2 separate regions of the Ovis aries genome follow, and region 1 is linked to region 2. The links are chromatin contacts, called in public Hi-C maps. All regions are on one chromosome and are shown on one strand. Each heading gives the region's core, a stretch centred on a gene start, on an enhancer-like site or on the middle of the called end of the contact. The rest is flanking DNA. Distances are from core to core; before and after follow the strand shown.

Region 1 (3,152 bases), core at 127-2,626, 140 kb after region 2:
CGTCCCACTCAGGCCTGAAGCTCAGGCACCTGTGGGCACAGCCATCTTCCTTCCTTGAGGGAAGGTTCCCAAGAGCCAGACCGGTGTCCCACCCAGGTGCGCAGCCTGACCTTGAATGATGGCATCTGGGCAGTTGATGCAAGGCCAAAGGGCCAAGCAAAATTTATGGTGGAAATCTGAGACAATTCTACCTTTTTTTCCCCTTTCAGGGGGCGGGGGAAACAGGCCTATGACTTCATACTAGCAAGGGTGCTTCTCAAAAACCTCTGAGATGAAGATCTGTGTCTTAAGCAGAAAGAGAGAGGAAACTGAACAAGGAAATCTGGGTCCGATGGACAGAGGGAGCCAATCCCCTAGAACAGGGGCCACAACCGGAGCCTGAATCCCCCTGAAAAGAACGACACATATCCTCCCCGTGGACCGTTTCTTGTGATGCCCCTCTTTTTGCCCCCGTTCTTCATGTCTCTGCTCAAGGCCCACACCTCCTAAGAGAAACAGTGCCTGCCTCCTGGCAGCTCTCACCTGAACTCTGTGACATTGACAATCACCACGTAGAGAGACGCGCAGCCTCTGAACGTCCTCTCGGAAGTCTGCCCCTCATCCCAACACACACACACGCAATCAATCAGGTTTGACTCCCTCCCTGACCCTAGCATGACACACAGGGCTCGACACCCAGTCTGAGAGCTCCTAAACAAGATTCTCTCCACTCCGCTGTTGTCAACAGGGGCGGCCACGAGCAGAGGTGCGGCGGGGGAACGAGCGCGGAAGTAAACAACGGCTGCAACCAACACCCCGGGCTGGGGAGGGGGCGGGAACGGTTCCCCCGGCAGGAGTCCCGAGCCTGTTGACCAGTGCTGGCCACGCTCTTTTCCCGACCCCCACGCGCTTCACGCTCGCGACACCTCTAGAACAGGTCCTCTCACTGTTTAGGTTTTACGCTTGCGAAAACGCAAGCTCAGAGGACCTGAGACCGGCACTGCGCTCTGGGGTGGGTGGCCCCGGCTTGGAGGGACGTCGCTCGCTAGTGTACAGGGAGAGAGCTGAGCGGGGAACGGGAAACCGGGGAAGCCCGGGTGCTGGGGTCCAACCCTCGACGGGGAACCGAACTCGGAGCGGGCAGGCAGACATTACCTGCTGCGGGGGACACCGCTCCACCTTCGCCGGGCGCGCCCGGGCCCCGGGCCCCGCGGTGCCGGAAGTGGCAGTAAGGCCGCCGGCAGGGTCCCCCGGGCGCCCCAGCCCAATAGGGGCAGTCGATGGCCCGGAAGAAGCCTGTGGAGCGTAGCATGGTCCGTCCCGCGGCGGCGCCCCGGCCCGGAGCCGCCGGGCCCCCGGGCCCCCTCACTGACGCCGCGGTCGCCGCCGCCCGCGCCTCACGGACCCCGCCGCCGCCGCCATCTTGCTCCGAGGTCCCTGGAGGCCCCCGGGATGCTGCCGCAAGGGACCCCGGGAGCGGCTGCCCGAAGTGCGCCTGATCAGAAACGCCTGCTCCCGCGGGATCGAGACGGATCGCAGGCCCCTGGTCTAAGACACATGGCCCCCAAGGGAGGGATAGAGGACATAGGCTGCCCTGTCTGAAGCCTCAGAGTGCCTCGCCGGCGTCTCCGCCGGGTCCTGTAGCGGCAGCAGCGCCATCTTGAGCCCCAGGCCTCTGCGGCGCCAGGGCTGTCCAAGGCGCGCCTGATCCAAAAAAAAAACAAAACAACCCTCACTGCCAGTGTTCTTGTCTGGAGAATCCCAGGGACGGGGGAGCCTGGTAGGCTGCCGTCTATGGGGTCGCACAGGGTCGGACACGACTGAAGCGACTTAGCAGCAGCAGCCCCGCTACGGCTTATTTGCATTCAATTTGTGTTTTATTAGCTTGTCTTCCTAAGGCGCCCTCTGGTGGTCTATTGGAGTTCTGCAGATGCATCTCAACGGCACCTGAGTTACCCAGTTCAGGCTGTGAAACTCAACTCCGCCCGGGTTGACTTGCGGTAAGTGCTTCATTTCCCTCACCTGGACACTTGTGGCAGTTAAATCTCCAGGTACACCAGAGGAGACGTGTTCCGATTCATTCATCGGTCTACCTAATATTTGAGCACCTACTGTATATCAAGGCCATGCACCAAAGTATATTATCCAGTTACCAGATGATGGAAATTTCAGTGGTTTCTGGTTTTCGTCTATGGTGAATCGTGCTACTGTGAACATGCTTATATATGTATGTGAGCACCAGTTTTGTTTCAGTACTAGTTTTTCAAATGGTGTAAATGTGTTTGTTGCCCATTTAAAGAACTGTGAGAGGACTTCCCTGGCGGTCTAGTGGTTAAGACTGCGCTTTCAATGCAGAGGCATGGGTTTGATCCCTGGTTAGGGAACTAAGATCCCAAATGGCTGCACGATGCGGCCAGAAAAAAAAAAAAAAATCGGGGGAAATGTTGCAAGAAACTACAATTTCCAGGCTGTCCACCATCTGGCAATTACCAAGGATCCCCCTGAGCAGGGGATAGTCTTCTTAGGTCACCTCCCACTTCTCCCAGCCAACTTTTCTCCCTACCACAGCCACCTGGCCCTGCAGACACAGAGGCTTGAGACCCCCTAACCCCCTGGGATCTCTCGATGCCTCTCCTCCACTGCCAACAGTGGGGTGGGCTCCTGAACAAAGCAAATATCCTCACCCTGGTGTAGGTAGTGTCTACATGCTGACAGACAACAGGAAATCAGTAAGTGAGATATCACAGTACAAGGTAAAAACTGCTATGGGGTAGGGGGAGTAGGACGGAGTAGGAAGTTCAGTTTCTCAGTTGTGTCCGGCTCTTTGTGACCCCATGGACTGCAGCACACCGGGCTTCCCTGTCCATCACCAACTCTCGAAGCTTGCTCAAACTCATGTCCGTCGGGTTGATGATGCCATTCAACCATCTCATCCTGTCATCCCCTTCTCCTGCCTTCAATCTTTCCCAGCATCAGGGTCTTTTCCAATGAGTCAGTTCTTCGAATCAGGTGGCCAACATATTGGAGTTTCAGCTTCAGCATCAGTCCTTCCAGGGAATATTCAGGACTGATTTCCTTTACGACTGAACAGAGTAGGGGGCTGGGAAAAGGGAGTGGTCCATGTAGTCCTATGGGAAAGGTGGGATTTGAGCAGTTCTGAAGAAAGAAACGGG
Region 2 (3,377 bases), core at 447-2,946:
GTTAGGAACCTCCGCGGGGTGGGGCTGCCCTGGGACTGTCTCTGTCTCTCTCTTTTGGCCTCTGTCTCTGTATCTCCCTCTGTCTCTTCTCTTTCTGTTTCTCTCTTTGCCTCTGTCTCTCCATCTCCCTCTGTGTGTGTCTCTGTCTTTCTTGGTCTCTGCCTCTCTGTGTTTCTTTGTCTATCTGTCTCTCATCGGAGCTGGGGGACTAGCCCCATTTCAGGTCATTAGGATCTCCCCTTTACCTCCACCTGCTGGGTGTAATCACGTGAACTGAAGGACCCCCACCTCTGCACCCCCGCTGTGGTCTCTATCCCTCCCAAGATAGGGAGCCTGGGACACCCCTCTTGTGGGCTGGGGGACCCTGGGCAAGTTTCCCAGATGCAAAGTCTGTGGGCACCCTCTCTGGGCCAGGGGTAGGGTGGGCCACAGCCAGTCTGGGAAGAAACAGTCACTAAGGAGCCACTTTACAGGCATCTGAACCCGTCCTGGGGGGGGTCCCCTACCTTAGTGGGAGGGGATACGGAGGCCAGAAGTGATCCTGCAGGGGGGTGGGGTGGGGTGGGGAGAAGCCCAGCCAATGCAAAGGCCCTGATGCCTGGGGCAACCCTCAGCCAAGTTCCTGGGTCCTCAACCCCAGGTCACGGAAGCAGACTCATCTGCCCACTGCCCCACGTGAAGACCCCTCCCCCACCCCGGAAGTGTGCAGGCAGCCAGGAGGGCACTGGGGGTGAGCAGGGAGCAGGGTGACTGCCTCCCCGGGGCCCTGACTGCCCAGTCTCTACATTCCCCCACGTCTGCCAGTACAGCCATCCCCTGAAACCTCCCTGACAATAGACTCCGACACAGCGGAAATATCCCCAGGGGGCTGTGGCTTGATCACCCCTTGATTTGCATTTTTACATATTAATGAGGGTGGAGCTGCTAATTCTGCCACGTTGTTTTAAAGGTGCAGAAACGCTGGAACTGCTGAGGAGTGAGGAGGGGGCATTCCTCACCAGGAGTAAGGAAGGGGGGCCTGGGTCCCCAGATACAGGATCCCTGTCCCTCCGTCTCAACCGTTGCCCCTTGGGTCACAGGGTGGGGTCCCCCAGTCTCTGTGCCTTTTGCTCTTGAAATTGGGGCATCAACCTTGGGGGCTGCGGGGCAATGGGAAGTCTGGAATTTTCTGTCGGGAGCTCTATCCTGAGCATCCCATGGTGGGAAAGTCGAGAACTGAGGATCAGACTCTGCCGTAAAATCTTTGGATTCCGTCATAGACTCTGGATCCAGCATCATCTCCATCTTCTGAGTTCAGGCCGGAAACCCCACTCCCCACCACCACTCCCCGCAGCCCCGGTCGGGGAGAGGGGCGTTCTGACCCCACTTGTGGCCCTAGGCTCTCTCAGCCCAGCCTCAGGACTCCTTCCAGCTCCCCCTTGCACATGCTGCTCCCCCGCCAGATGCTTCTGCTTTCCCTACAAGTTCACCTCTGCTGTGGCCCTCCAGGCCACCCTGCCCACGCGCCTGTTTAGCCCTGTCACCTCCAGGTCCCCATCCCGAAACTGGGAGACCGAGGCACAGGCTGGCGAGGTCACACAGGGTCCCCCCCTCAGACCACTCCCCTCCCGTTGGCCGCGGGGATGGGGGCTGGACCCTGGGGGTCCTTGCGGCGGTACAGGCCAGAGGTGCGCACTTGGGCGCGTGCTGCCACCTGGTGGTGCCCTGAGGTGGGTCTGAGGTTTTCCTCCGGCCTCGGAGACCCCACTCCAAGGAGCACAGCGCGCGCTGGGGGACCCAGGAAGTCCTCGGGTGCAGGGATACCGAGGCGGGCCACAGTCCACGGGCCTGGGGGCGCGGGCAGCAATGGGCAGGATGGAGAGGCTTCAATGATGAGGAAGGAAATGGAGGCCCGACCCGGCTCCCCTGTCCTGACCTTCTCCAGACCCCTCCCGTCAGGCCTGTGACTGCTCCAAAGCTTCCCGTTCCATTGTCACCCTAATCTGAACATTCTATGTCCACACAGACCCCTGGCCTGACCTGATGCGAGGTGTGAGCGCGGGGCAGGGGAGACTCCCGTACGCCGCCGGGGACAAACGCACTGGGGGCCCCGGGGCCAGTGTCCACCAGGGGGCGTCCGCTGCCCAGAAACCCGCGGAGGCCTGCTGCGCGCGGTGGCCGTCTGCGCACGCGCGTGCCCGGTGCCGGTGGGCTCTGGGTGTTCGCTGCGCTTGTGATGTCCACGTGTGCCCGGTTGGGATCTCGCACGTGTGAGTGCACTGTGCTCGCGTGTACGCAGCTCTCAGCTGTGCTCACGCGCTCGGTCCTACCAGCACGCTGGCGTGTTCATGTGCTTCAACGTGTTTACCTTGCCCTGCAACAGCTTGGTTGGGTACCGTGTGCTCAGGACCTGGCGCGTCCGGGCACAGGCGGGCACAATTTTGTTTGCACTTGTGAGGCCTGTTTATCCACGCGTGTGCACCTGGGATTGCCATAACCAGACGTCCACATTTCCTTTGTGCATCGATCTGTCTGCCTGCCCTCGAGAGGGGTCCTACCTGTACGTCTCCAAGTACTGCCCGGCATATCTGCAGATGCGCAAGTCCTGGCAAACACGTGTCCACGTATTCTGGCATGTTTATCGAGTGTTTACACATGTGCATGCTCACGTGTGCACCGTGATGGGGCACACATACACACGTGTGCTCGGGGATGTTAATGCATATCTCCATGTCAGGGCTTCCCTGGTGGCTGGCTCAGACAGTAAAACATCTGCCTGCAATGCAGGAGACCCGGATCCAGTCACCGGGTAGGGAAGATCCCCAGGAGGAGAATCCCCATGGAGAATCCTATGGACAGAGGAGCCTGGCGGGCTACAGTCCATGGGGTCACAGAGTCAGACACAACTGAGCGACTAACACACACATGCATGTACCTGTGCTTACAGCCACAGCCCACACTCAAGTCCCCCTTCAGAGACACTGCTCCCAGCAGGACCCCTTCCCACCAGTCAGCTGTCAGAACTCTCTAACAGGTCCTCCCTGAGGTCCTGACGTACATTTTGCCCTTCCCTGCTCTCCCATTCTTGCCTCTCTCGCCTCCACCCAATCTCCTCCCGCTGGTGGTCACAGGCTCCGTGTCACCTGCAGGTGTCACATGTCACCTACAAGGAGACAGGGAGTGTCTGGCTGTGTTGACATCTGGGCCTTTGCTGTGGCCGTTCTTTCTGGCCCAACTTCCCCAGCTGCTCACATGTCCCCAGCTCAATGTCACCTCCAGCCAGTGCTGCCCTCCACCACGTCCAAGAACAAGGAAAGCTTGTTCCTTTCCTTTGTTGTCCTAATCTGGGTCTTGGCTATTGCCTGTCCCCCATGAGGAGTCATGCTCTGTGATGTCAC

Evidence for each region. Hi-C and Micro-C count contacts between places; a contact is called where the count stands out from the background.
Region 1: a contact with region 2 is called in a Hi-C map of liver, with 3 times the contacts expected there. The contact joins the promoter of REXO1 here to the enhancer-like site in region 2. A contact is called at or near these places in 5 of 16 Hi-C or Micro-C datasets (hypothalamus, liver, retroperitoneal adipose tissue and 1 more).

Annotation. Positions count from the first base shown.
Region 1 is chr5:41,834,683-41,837,834 of ARS-UI_Ramb_v3.0, forward strand. It overlaps REXO1 (RNA exonuclease 1 homolog), which reads right to left and starts at 1,377. Exons shown (of 16, transcript XM_027970237.3): 1 at 1,135-1,377. The coding sequence starts at 1,291. It overlaps LOC132659885 (a long non-coding RNA gene), which reads left to right and starts at 1,358. Exons shown (of 2, transcript XR_009600856.1): 1 at 1,358-1,979.
Region 2 is chr5:41,694,070-41,697,446 of ARS-UI_Ramb_v3.0, forward strand. No RefSeq gene overlaps it. Among named protein-coding and RNA genes, the nearest start is that of TCF3, 11 kb to the left of the region's middle. Within about 2 kb of position 1,697, at least 33 of the 54 cell types and tissues checked have an H3K27ac peak or open chromatin away from gene starts, as enhancers often do. A contact at or near this core is called in hypothalamus and liver, where this site is marked.